2 separate regions of the Gossypium hirsutum genome follow, and region 1 is linked to region 2. The links are chromatin contacts, called in public Hi-C maps. All regions are on one chromosome and are shown on one strand. Each heading gives the region's core, a stretch centred on a gene start, on an enhancer-like site or on the middle of the called end of the contact. The rest is flanking DNA. Distances are from core to core; before and after follow the strand shown.

What was found. A called contact is a pair of places that touch in the nucleus more often than the background predicts.
Region 1: a Hi-C map of leaf shows a contact between it and region 2, with 1.7 times the contacts expected there. The contact joins the promoter of LOC107939005 here to the promoter of LOC107943239 in region 2. A contact is called at or near these places in 3 of 34 Hi-C or Micro-C datasets (callus, hypocotyl and leaf).

What each region holds. Positions count from the first base shown.
Region 1 is chrA01:113,056,477-113,063,156 of Gossypium_hirsutum_v2.1, forward strand. LOC107939005 (protein disulfide-isomerase) reads right to left here and starts at 4,376. Exons shown (of 11, transcript XM_016872294.2): 1 at 4,069-4,376; 2 at 3,476-3,506; 3 at 3,091-3,378; 4 at 2,816-3,004; 5 at 2,607-2,732; 6 at 2,309-2,446; 7 at 2,102-2,221; 8 at 1,896-2,013; 9 at 1,699-1,811; 10 at 1,390-1,590; 11 at 1,069-1,304. The coding sequence starts at 4,244. The coding sequence ends at 1,402.
Region 2 is chrA01:112,872,060-112,878,606 of Gossypium_hirsutum_v2.1, forward strand. It overlaps LOC107943239 (sister chromatid cohesion protein PDS5 homolog A), which reads left to right and starts at 5,219. Exons shown (of 30, transcript XM_041113775.1): 1 at 5,219-5,516; 2 at 5,945-6,178; 3 at 6,267-6,448. The coding sequence starts at 5,421.

The DNA.
Region 1 (6,680 bases), core at 3,126-5,625, 180 kb after region 2:
ATCGATGAAATAACTTTTTTAATCTTGTCAGGTCAAGTAAGCAAGCGAAGAAGTTCAAAAACAGAATTAATCGCTAGCATCTCGGCCTTATGAAAGTAAATTTTTAGCATTGTTGGTATTATCATACATTACAAAAAAATAAGAAAAAAAAACAGAAAAAAAATTAGAGATATATAATGTAAAAGAAAAAAGGAAAATGAAAGAATTAAAAAATATTTTTTTAAGTTTACATGACATGATAAATTATTATTGGTTGAAATTTTTTTAATGGATATGACATTTTGTGTAAAATGAGTAACAAAATAATAGTTTAGGTATCACTTATGATAAAAAAGTATTGATATAATGATAAATTTAGTCCTCAATGTTTATACATTTTCTATCAACTTGGCCCTTATTTTTTTTTTGGAGTTAAATTTAACTCTTAGCTTACAAAAAAGAATCAAACCGCCTTTTTATAGCAAAAATGATGTCTAAAACAATAATTTTTAAAATTGTTGGTGTGACAATTCGCATGCACATCTGTTAACATAAACATCATTTATTTTATATGTTGCGTCAAAAAATAATTCAAAAATTATAAAAATCAAAATAAAATGAAAATTTTAGGAAATAAAAAATTCATAAAATTGCAAAAAGAAAATTATCATAAAGTACAAGTGAATTATCATAGAGTCTGACATTTTAATTAGTATTCTTCTTAAAAAACATTTTTAGACTTTTTTTTTAAGAAAATTGATGGATTTTAATTTTTTTTAAAAAATTAAAGATTAAATTTAGCTAAAAAAATCTAAAGATCAAATTAATAACTTATGTAAAGTTAACATTGAGATTACACTAAAAAGATTTAGGTATCAAAATAGGAAAAATAATTAATTTGGGTTATGCTTTTATAAGATTTAAGGAAAAATAATAATTTAGATATAAGTCGATTTTTGAAGTTATTAAACATAGTTGATTTCTTTATTATTTTTAATATTAAGTGCACTATCAAATAATTATTATATCTCTATTACCATGTTTATATTATTAATTTTTTTCACGTCATTGAAGTCCAACAAGACATTATGCTAAACCAGAGAAGATCATTTTCATGTAAGTCGAATTTGTATTAGGCTACAGATCCTGCATTATTCATCGACACATGTTTTCATATTAAAAAAAGAAAAAAGAAAAAAAGAAAGCCGCTGCGGCTACAGTTAACAAAAAGAGGAGAGCAGGTTGGCAGATGAAGCATCATCCCTCAGTCAAAGTCCACAGTGGTTCTTTTATGAAACTGGGTATCTTTGTCTTTGCTCAAATCCCTGCCAAAACACAAACACCATTCAAAACTTGATACCCCCATTCACTTTTTTTTTTTTTTTAAGAAAATGTAAACAACAAACTTACACCCTGGCCTTTTCAGAGCTCATCTTTAAGCGACTCTTGATGGACAGGTTTGTCCCTGTTCTTTTTAATGAAGTCAACAATGTCTTCTTTGGTTCTATTACCCAAATATGGAGTAATATTTCCATTAGCTGATCTAAAGTAGACAGTTGGGTAACCTCTAACATCAAAGTTCTCATCCAATATATCATTTGAAGTTGCGTCCTGTAATGGTGAACAAGTTTGGTTTTAAACCATTTTCTATTATAAAAATATAGAATCTAAACTGAAATTGAAACCTTAGAAATTGAAAAATATACAATAAAAACTTACAAATTTTGCGATCAAAACATCGGCATCTTTTTCATAATGGACAGCAACTTCATCCAAGATTGGTGCCAATTTTTTGCAATGTCCACACCAAGGGGCATAAAACTCAAGCAGAACTGCAGAAATACAATTCCATACCAATTCTAAGCATTCATCATACGGGGGTAAAAAGCATAAAGCAAACTACTAAATAGACGCACCATTTTTCCCTGATTTGAAAACCATGTCTTGAAGGGTGTCAGCAACCACCACTTTCACTGGTTTATTGTTCTCCTTGGGAATAGGTTCAGACTTCACGTACGGTACAACTTTTCCTTCCTGCAGTTAACTTTGGTGAGCAAAACAGAATACAACCACTAAAGAGAATATCTCATTATGCTTGATAACCATCACCAAAATTCATTACCTTGAAATCCTTCACCCATGGTGCAATGTCATCAGCCTTCAAATTTGGTTTAAAATACTTCTTCCCATCATCACTCTGAATGATGATTAGAGGTACTTGGCTTTCTTCAACTCCAAAATACTATTTTCCATCCAACAGAAAAGTTTAGACTAAGGTAGCAATTAGCGAAGGCATTAAACATGTCGCCATTTTCGAGTAGAGACTAACCTGGAAGGCAGCTTGGCTAGCCTCAACATCTCCCAAAAGGAAACTAATGCCCTTTCCTTTGTATTGCTCCGCAACTTCACGATATTTTGATAGCAATGAATCAAATCCTTCAGTACTCAAGTCAGCAAACAACATAGCCTACCCAGATTCAGAAGTCATATTAGTAGACGAACTTAAAAGGATGAATAGAAATTTTTATATGGTAGTTTAGAAAACATGAATAAAGTTAGTACTCCAAGATAACGCTTTTTATGGAATGAATACCAGTCACACTCTAGTTTCTGACTTTTGAATTTACCTTAGCATTGGGACTGTTATAGAACTTCGCAACAAAGGGGTGATTGCTTGGGTCATTGTTAAACAGAGTCACAAGAGGAATGCTAGATTCTTCAATAAACTTCTCTAGAGCTTCCGGTTTAAAATCCTGTAAGCAATTAACTTCTGTAAAATAGCTAATCTTAAACAACAGAAACTTATAGATATAGATACATTCAATGAACCAGTTACCTTAAAGTCAACAACGAGTTCATCAAAAGGCTTGAAAAGTCTAACAAGAGGGCCAACAACTGATGATTCACCACGGGGAAGTTGTTTAGCATCCAAAGTATGACCAAAGTCATAATCAGAACGTAATTTCTCAGCGAGTGCCATATAGCTCTCAAACTCTTCCCCAGAAAATTTTGGGAACACCCCAACCTAGAAAAAAAACATGTATATACATATCAGCTAATCTTTGTGATGAAAACCCAATGAAACAAAAGAACAGAGAACAGAGAGCTTACAATTACTATCTTCTTGTCATCAATAAGGTTACTGGCATCTTCTGTTAATTTTATTTCAACAGAAGCAAGGCCACTTTGTTTCTTTAAATACTCTACAATACCATCAGCTTCACGTGGACCTTTGTATTCTTGAACATTCTTTCCTCCATTTCTCAAAATTTGAAGCGTAGGGTAGCCCTTGACATCATATTGGCTTGCTAAATCTTTGTTTGCTTCATCATCGGCATCAACTTTAGCTAGAAAGATTGGAGGATCATGTTTACTCAAAATGGATGCTGCTTTCTCATACTAGACAACAAACAAGAAGTTTAATCATTAGCAGCCATTTAAACGTATAAATTATCAAGAAAAATCAATGCTTTTCGGGGAATCTAATATTGTCTACCTCGGGAGCAAGATGCTTACAGTGCCCGCACCTAAGAGTACAAGGAAAGAAGATTATTTAGTCATAAGAAGGTAAACGACACTAACAAGGTATATCAGGAAAACAAAAAAAAAATGTAAATTGAAAAACAGGTAAAATCTCTCGCAACGGAAGCATTTCACTGCTAAATTAAAGAATAAGTGTACAGATCATATATCTGTAGGTTGTCAACTATGGATCATGTTTGCTTTACTTAGATAACAAAATAGGATTTTCATGCTAGTTACAAGAGAAAGTAGGATTTATGAAAATTTCTCGCTGCTTCAATAGTAAATGATTGTTTCCGTTTACGAGTTCAAATTATATATATATTTTATATAATCATTGCATGCACTTTAAGAACACAGATTAAAATAAAAAATCGTCCGCTAAACTCATTGCATGCACTTTAAGCTCAAATTGAAAATCATTTCCAAGAAAAAGAAATCATCAGAAAAACAATTATATCTAATTTAACATCACCATTTAAAAATTTATAAGACAAACTCCTTGAGTTCTAAATCGTCTACTAAACTCATTGCATGCACTTTAAGAACACAAATGAAAAAGCTTACCAAGGAGCGTAAAATTCGAGGACAATGAAATCGTGCTTGCTAACAGTGTCAGTAAAATTAGAGTGATCCAATGTCAAAACGAATTCTTTCGATTCACTGCTTTCTTCAGCAGAAATGGCCGATAAAGAGCATACAATTGCAGCCAAGGCAAACCAAACGCAAACACTTCTCGCCATTATCGCAAAGCTATAATATACCTTCACCTTTTTTTTTTTTTCTTCTTCTTTTGGTCCGTTCTGTCTCTTAGATTTACAGAGCTTTTAAGGAGTGATGATAGCAGTTTAAAAAGTGAATGACACACAAAAGGTAAGTTGCTAGATCGCGAGTACAGAGCTGAAATCATACTCGCTCTTGTGTGCGGCGATTTCCTACGTGGAGGGTTATTATTGGTTGAAGTTTGTCATTGTAAGCTGATTAGGAAAGTGATTGGTGATTTAAGGCAAGTATATCTGGGATTTAGTGCCTTCGGATTTTCGTGGGCTCAAGTAAGAAATGTGTGAGTGCGAACTCCGTGGCCAAATCAATAAAAACTTGCCACCTCATTTTTATTATATTTTTAATTGGCTTTACTATTTTTATGTTTAGGTGGTTTTGACCGCATTGGATACAAACGGCTACGTTCAGACATAGTATGTAATATAACCATATAAATGCCAATCCACCCCTAGGAGTCTTCGCCAAAGTTGAAACTATGGAATGAGATGTTTTAAGATTTATTTTCATTTAATTTTTAGGTTTCTTTTTAATATTTTGATTTTTATTTTGGGATTGTGTTTGGTGATGTATTATAATTAATTCAGATATACATTACTTATAATTACGTTTATAAACATTTTAAAAAATAACATTATTTTTTTTTTGTGAAAAAAAGAACAAAGTAAGATAAAATTATATGAGATGTTCAGAAGGAACAAAGATACTCCCTTTGTCAGACTTAAGGAAATCTAACACTTCATCTAGAGGGGATTCAAACAGATGTAAATCCTCCTTTCTTCCAAAAGCAGTTTGGCAATGTATTCTACACAATGGTTATCCTCCCTGGGAATGTATCTTAAAATCCAATGACTTTCTTGGAACAAGATTCGGTATATTCTCCTGATCAAAGCGGAAGTTGAGCTCTTCGAACTGTTATCATGAATAGCTTTGACAACTTCCAAGCTATTTGAATAAATAATCACGTTGTTATAGCCTTTGCGTTGGATGGGTCTTAAACCATCCAGAATGCCCCAGAGTTCTGCATCAAAAATCTAGTAGTTTCCTAAGAATCTGTTATAACCCATCACCTAGTTACCAGTGCCATTTCATACCACTCCTCCAGCAGCTGCTCTTCCTGAAGTTTTTTGAACAGCACAATCAATATTGAAAAAGATCTAATCCTTGGAAGAAAGCTCCTCATGGGATAAAGCTATACTATCACTCAAGCCTTCTCCGGAAGTCAAAGACGAATGCTTGGCCCAACACATTGAAACTTTAATGATCTCACTAGAGCTCCATGATTTCCTTTGAAAAATAAAGAGATTGCGATTCTTCCATAGTCTCTAAGCTAATAATCCGAAGAGACAAGCCCAATTGATGTCCCCATCAGAAAGTATCAAAGTATCCTGTAAATTGAAAGAAATCCAATCGTGCAAAGAGTTAGAAAAAAAATGATGTTGATGGTTTCTCAGAACAACCTGTTTCCAGACATCCTTAGCCACTATGCAGTCTTGAAGAATATGCAAAATATCTTAAGAAGCATGTCAACATATCAAACAAGAGGAATCAATACTTAAGCCATACCTAACTAGTTCCACATTAGTGAGGAGTCTCTGCTGAAGAACTATCCAAAAAAATAAGCGAACTCTTTGCGGACCCAGAATTTTTCACGCTCTCTTCCATAACTCATCTCTAGAACTCTAAGAGTCCTCATTTAGCACTTTGTATGCGCTTTTAACAGAGAAAGCTCCAGTTTAAGTATGTCGCCAAGACAGCCTATCAAGTCATTTATCTGGATGAGGAGGAGGAATTCTCATAATGTGAGCAATAACCTCCTCTGGTAGCCAATCTTGCAAAAAATTAAGGTTCCAATTGCCATCTCTTGTGACCAAATCACTAAGCAAACAATTAGTATTAATGTTAGCACAGGCAGGTAAGTAATTAATCAAATGTCTAACAATAGGAATCCACTAATCTTTCCAACACCGAACTTTATTACCATTACCTACAGACCACATCAGATTATCATGTAGAAGGTTCCAAACTTTTGAAAGCAACTTCCAAAGGAAAGAGCTCTTCACCTTTGCTATACTAACTAAAAAGGGATCATTCACCCTAGAGAGCTTCGTCATCTGAAACTAATTTATAACCAAGTTTCAGCAGGAAAACGATGTTCTGATCCCGTAATTGTCTCATGCCAAGTCCTACACACCACTTTGGTTGGCAGATAGAGTCCCAACCGACTAACGACATCTTTTTCTTACCATCTGAGGTCCCCAATATGAAATGCCTTACCAGACATTCAATCTCATCACAAATCTTCCTAGGAATCATCATGGATTTCATGAAATAACTGGGAATGGCTAGAAGAACTGATTGCGCAAGAGTAGCTCAACCAGCAAAAGATAACTAACGAG
Region 2 (6,547 bases), core at 3,969-6,468:
AATTATTCTTATTAATTGTCTTAGATAGTTTTAAATCAACAACTTGTAGGTTCAATCATTGAAATACTTCTTTCAATAAAAACATTTTATTGTAATTTATTATTTGACTACGATCCTGCATACTTACGAATACGTGAGAAAGTAGTAATAGTGAGTTTTGAGATTTGAAAATTATTTATTATATTTTTGTTACTATTTTTAATTACCACTTTTCACACCAATGAGCAAATTTGACTCTACCAAACTTTTCTAAGCCATTTTGCTTAGAAACTAAAGCAAGTTCATATGAATTTGGTGCAGTCTTATCCCAAGAAAGAAAATTTGTGGCTTACCTAAGCAAGACTTTAGCACCTAGACATACTAACTTGTCTATTTATAAGAATGAGTACTTAGCGTTAAGCATGGCATGCACTAAATGGAGGCATTATTTAAAAGGTATTATCTTTGTGATATATATGTATAATAAGACATTGAAATATCTGTTGGAGATAAACAAACCACTACTATTTAGAAGAGAAAGAAGGCTGATAAAATCAATAGATTACAAGGATTAAACCACTCAATATAGAAAATGATAAAGTAATGTTGTAGACGCTTTATCCAAATAATGTAAAGAAGCTAGGGTTTGCTAAGTTATGATTTCTATATCAATCATTCTTATGTGGGTACATGACATTGAGGGATAGTTATTCATTGTTGTTACGGTTAAAAAGCGCTTTTGAGAAGTACTTTAGAAAAGCGTGGTTTGTTAATTTAAAGCATTCTCTATTGTTGTTAAAAAGTGTTGTGGGAAGTGTAACACCCCAAACTCAACCGAGTAAGTGCGACCCGAATTTGGTTTGCCACATTATCTATTGGAGTGACTCTCTATTAACTCCCAACCTAACCTCCAACACACCGCGGATTCACAACATGGAAGTTGTACTAAGTTTCACACATTGCAACGGAATGTCATAACATCATGCATATAATATAAAACATGCAAGCTTATAAAACAATTAGAGGAAATGTTCGCATATCAATTTACAACATATTAAGGGTTCACAAACATTACTCAATCATAAGTTCACATAGCAACATTCATCGTGAGTTCACACAATCAACCTATGTTCGCATATAGTAATATAGGTTCACATGCTAACATTCATTATAGGTTCGCTAAATAAACAAACTTATCAAAAAAAGGAACTGTACATGAATGGATTATCATACTATAACAGAGTTCGCATAAATACATATATGGGTTCGCTAAGTAGTAAAGCTATCCCTAACAAGGGGTACGCAGGTAATTTTTCGGAGTCGCAAACATACAAGGGTCGTAGAAAACAATACTTAGCAATAAATCTGACTTACAATTTTTTTATAAAAGTTAAGATAATATAACGTAACACTTATGCATGGAAAACTTCAGCTTTATTCATAATAAAAAGATAATTAAATAACAAATGTTTTACTTTAGGGTTCGTAGAATGAAAATAATCTTAAAATTTCAAGGAAAATTATTTCAATAGCAGAATTAAATTATAATAAGTCTAATCTCACATAAATAAAATCTCATCGCTTATTTACATAGGTTCACTGATATCTATTCAGGTATGAATCTCGCCAAGTCATCTACTTCGCCACTGCCATTCGCGATTTACTAACCTACGAAGTAAGAAAGGTGTGGGTGAGTTCATTACGAACTCGGTGAATAATCAGGAATCAGCAGAGTATGCTTACAACATAGAGTTTAAAACGGAAGAGGATTTAGTCTGAAAATTGTGTTGAGTGCTGGGTTCGTGATGAAGGTAAGTGACCCAATTCGCAGATCCTTCTTGTCAAAAAACATATAAGTTTGAAAATAGTTTCGCGTATACTTACTGAAAATCATACTTAAAAACTTAGCTTGTACTTTTTTAAAAATATATCTTAGAATAGCATGAAACATGCTCACATACTTGTCTTATCAAAATGGCTGAGGAACATAAAACATGTTCTCGCTCACACTTATCTTATCAGAATCTGTTGGATATGTAGATCTCCTTATAACGCCTCAGAATGACTTAAAGAGTCATTAACATGTCCCATAAGTGTAGCATAAAGCTAAACACTCTCCTGTACACCAACATGTCCCATTGAATGGAGCATAACTCGACATTCTCTTATATCTCCACATGTCTCAGGGCCTTAAAGCTCAAAATCACAAAAAACTTATGGTGAGTACTCATAATCCTTTGGTATACCAATATATCCAACATAAGGGCTTATAAATGAGCACACACAGAAACTTATCACATAGAGCTCGTAAAAACATAGCTGATAAAACTGTACTTTTAAAACATGCTGGAAAACATAGTCTTACATAGGAGCACGAGTAACACATATATTTCAAACATGGCTTAAAACATGTATTGGAAACAAAGTATCAAAACTTAAAAGTAGAGTTTTGTAGGAAAACTTACTTTTGAAACTTAGTTTTAAAAACAATTTTTTTTAATAACATAACAGTTCGTACACAAGTTACGAACCCCTGAGCATTCATACTAAAACATGATAGGTTAGCACACTTATGACAATTCTTAACCACTCACTAAAAAAGCTTGAGAATTTACACAAGTTTTGCTTTGCCTTTATCTTTGTTGGTAGATGGCCCGACTGGTTCGCAACATACATAAACATACATATTACTTAAATAGACAAAACTTACAGAATTCACACATGCAAGTGAACCTAGCTTTCTGAACAATCAACCCTAACAGGATAGAGGCTTACAATGGTTCTTACTAACTTGATTCAAAATATTGATGAGAGAATTCTCATAGAATAAGAGTCCTGGAAATCTTAAGATATTGTACTTGACTTAGGAAATGTGTTACTTGCACGAAAAGTATTACTAGATACACCATATCTTTATTTCCTATTTTGAGTCTGACTTTGAATTTGATTGGTGAACCTCCAATTCACAACTTGACTGGCAAACCCTTATTTCGCAACTTAACTGGCGAACACTAGCTCGTCAAACAGACAAGCGAACACAACTTCTGATGAACCCCCTTCCCACATCTTTTGGCATATACTTCTTACTGTCCTTACTGAAACTCTTTACTGAACTCTTTTGGCGAACTTTTTATTGATCATTCTGAAGGGCATCAGTTTGCCAAAACACTGGTGAATTCCTTGCTGGTATTCATTTGGTGAACTCCTAGTTCGCTGAAGCATTGGTGAACACCTTGTTCACCGAAACATTGACGAATCTTCACTTGCGGGGCTAAAACTTTCAAACCCAATTTCGGGATGTTACAGGAAATTAAAATATTCATTTTAAACATGATGTTGGAAAGTAAAATATAAGTTAGCTTAAATGGTATTTAAATAATTTAATATACTTATACAACAATTAATATAAATTATTTGTAAAGTTTAATTTAAAAATATAAACCATATTAGAGAAAATTAAGAATATTTTTATTAATTTACATTCTTATTGCTAACGTCTAAGTTAAAACTTAAAAAAAAATGATTGTTATGGATAATTTATAAAAATAATCATTTATGTTTGGTTAAGTTTATGTTTTGGTTATTAATGTTTAATTTATTATGATTTAATCATTAATATTATCGATTTATAACATTTTGATCATTGAGATATTATCTAATATTAAAAAAGTCTAATGTGACATAAATTGTATTGTTAAATGCTAACGTGGCTTTCATGTCATGCCTACATAATCTAAACACTTTTTTTTTTTTAGATTTAACCTTTTTCACTTTTTTATATTGCTTTATTTAATTTTTATTTATTTTTCGTTTATTTTTCTTATTCATTCTTTTCTCCACAAAGCTCCCAAACACTTAGTGGCCACCGCCATTACCACCCCAAACCATCTCACCATGGTTCACCTCTCTCACCATCACATTTTCCTTAGCTCTCTCTCGGACCCTCAACAACCATCATCAGCCTAAGCTACTCTCAACTGTTAGCACCATTCCACCATTTACAATCACCTCTCCCTTAAAAAAACACCACTTAGACTCTAAATCTAAGCTCTCTCACCACCATCTTCACCATTTTAGCTCACCCATCACACCTAACAAACCACCACCAAGCCCCACTTCAACCATTCTCACCACCACAGTAAATCCTTTTATAGACCCAATCCGATTACTAGCCCCAAAACCAATTATTCGTAAAATCAATAAATACAATCAAATTAAAAAAATAAAATAAAGGCTAAGCCCCTTTGTTCAAACAATGACTTGCAAATCAATGAAAGGACCATAAAAAAAAGAAAGCAAAATAAAGTAAAAGGAAAAAATTAAAAAAGAGGAGACTTATCTTAAATCTACCATGCATGGCACTTCGATCATTTATCTTCCAACCCAAATGGTAGAAAGGACGAGCTCGATAAAAGGAGCAACATACTATATAAACAAGCCAATCTAATGGTCAACGACGACATGGTGATAGAAGATTATTTCGCTACGTTTATTTTAAATATAGAAAAATCCATGACGATTTGATGAAATGGAAGACATATGCAAAAAGATCATGAGAAAACGAGTTTAGAGGGTGAAGTTTGGGCTCCGCCGGCCACCGGTGATGACGACCCGACGCCGGAGTTGATGGATTTTGAGTTTGGAGTTTGGCCATTACAGAGACTAGGGAGCATTTAAGTTAGAGAGAAAATGGGAAGAAAAAAAAATGGAAAAATCGTAAAAACGAGAGACAAAAAAAATTAATAAAGTGGTAGGGCTCACATGCATAAAAAAGAAAAATCTATTGTTTTAATATATTAATTTAAGTGTTAAATGGAGATTACATGAAATCCACATCACTATTTAACGACATAATTTGTGTTATATTAGATTTTTGTAATATTTATAATGTTGAGTAAAATTTTAATAATTAAAATGTTATAAATTAATAATATTAATGATTAATTGTAACAAATTAATTATTAATGATTAGATTAACCATTAGTGATTAAAATATAAATTTAACCAAATATAAATGACTATTTTTACAATTGAACCAAATTTGTAACATATATTTGCGGTAGTGTATACGCTATAATCGAATCGCTTATAAACCGAGACCAACTTGAATAAAAGAATACGAACAAAGGTGCCACAATCTGACCCGGCCACGAACAAAGGTATGGACCTTGGGCTGGGCTGGCTGGGCTGGCACTGGCGTAGTCAATACATTCAATGCCGTCGGATCTCATCATTATCAGTCACCACCTAGACTGAGCGCGTCACGTTCACGCGCTTCAGAAGGCGGGATTCTCCCCTCTTAAACCGAGGCATCCATTTCTCGTTTCTTCAAATTCTCCCTCCCAAAAAGAAACCCTCAACATCCTTACTCCTCCATGCCACTACTGACCTTTTTCTTAATTTTTTTCCCTATCAAACCTCTCTGTAGCATTCCTCCCTAAATGGAAGAGTCCACATTGCAACTCATCTCTGAAATCGGCGCCAAACTCGGCCAGCTCGCTCGCCCTAACAAAGATGTCCTCGTAAAATCTCTTCGTGTAAGCATAAGTTTCTTCTTCGTCTTCTTCTTCTTCTTCTCTCTGGAAAAAGGAAAAGTAAATTTTCTCAAAAAAGTCGCTAGGACTGTCTAATACCACTGATTATGGAGTGTTTACAGCGAATGGTTAGGTGCTGATATTCTTATAGTTGATTAAATTGTTACTCACGAACATGGATTTACTTCGAAATTTGAATGAGTAAAATGTCGAATATGTCTTAATATTCTATCGAATATATATATTGTGTATTTGGCTCTATAGTTCAATGTCTTAGATCATGCTTTATTTAGTTAAATTTACTAATTATTTTTTTCCTCTAAAATTTCGTAATTAAGTATTTTCCTGAGGGCTTCTTTGATAGAATTCAATTTTTTTGAGGAAAAAAAAACTTGTGTGATCTTCCATGTGGCTGAAAATTCTCTTCACAGCAAGTTGTGAGCGCATTGTCACAAATAGAGCAGCCTTCTGTGGTAGAAGTTGCTGCAAAGGCACAAGTGTTGCGAGAACTAGAGGCAGCCACGAAGCCATTGAGGAATTCTATTGTTAAGCATGGTCTACCTAACCATACTGATAAAGATGTTAGACTTTTGGTGGCCATCTGTGTCAGTGAGTTTTTCCGGATCCTGGCACCTCAACCACCCTTTGCAGATAAACATCTTAGGGTAACATTTTTTTCTTTTTGGTATTGTTGTACACCATTGTCATTTCGCTCCTTTTTATCACTCAAGAGCCCAAACTCTTTCATTTCAGGACATTTTTAAACTCATTATCAGTATTTTCTCGGAGCTTGCTGATACTACAAGTGCATTCTTCTCAAGGAGGGTTAAAATATTGGAGACTATTGCTCGATGTAAATGTTGTGTGATAATGCTGGATATTGGTTGCAATGATTTGATTCTTGAAATGTTTAAGACTTTCTTCTCTGTTGTGAGGTCAGATTCTTTTCTCTCTTTACTTCCTGTATTTATATGGTAATTAATTATCTTTTCTTTTTAATTAAACAAATTGTAAGATATTGTGTCTTGAATGAC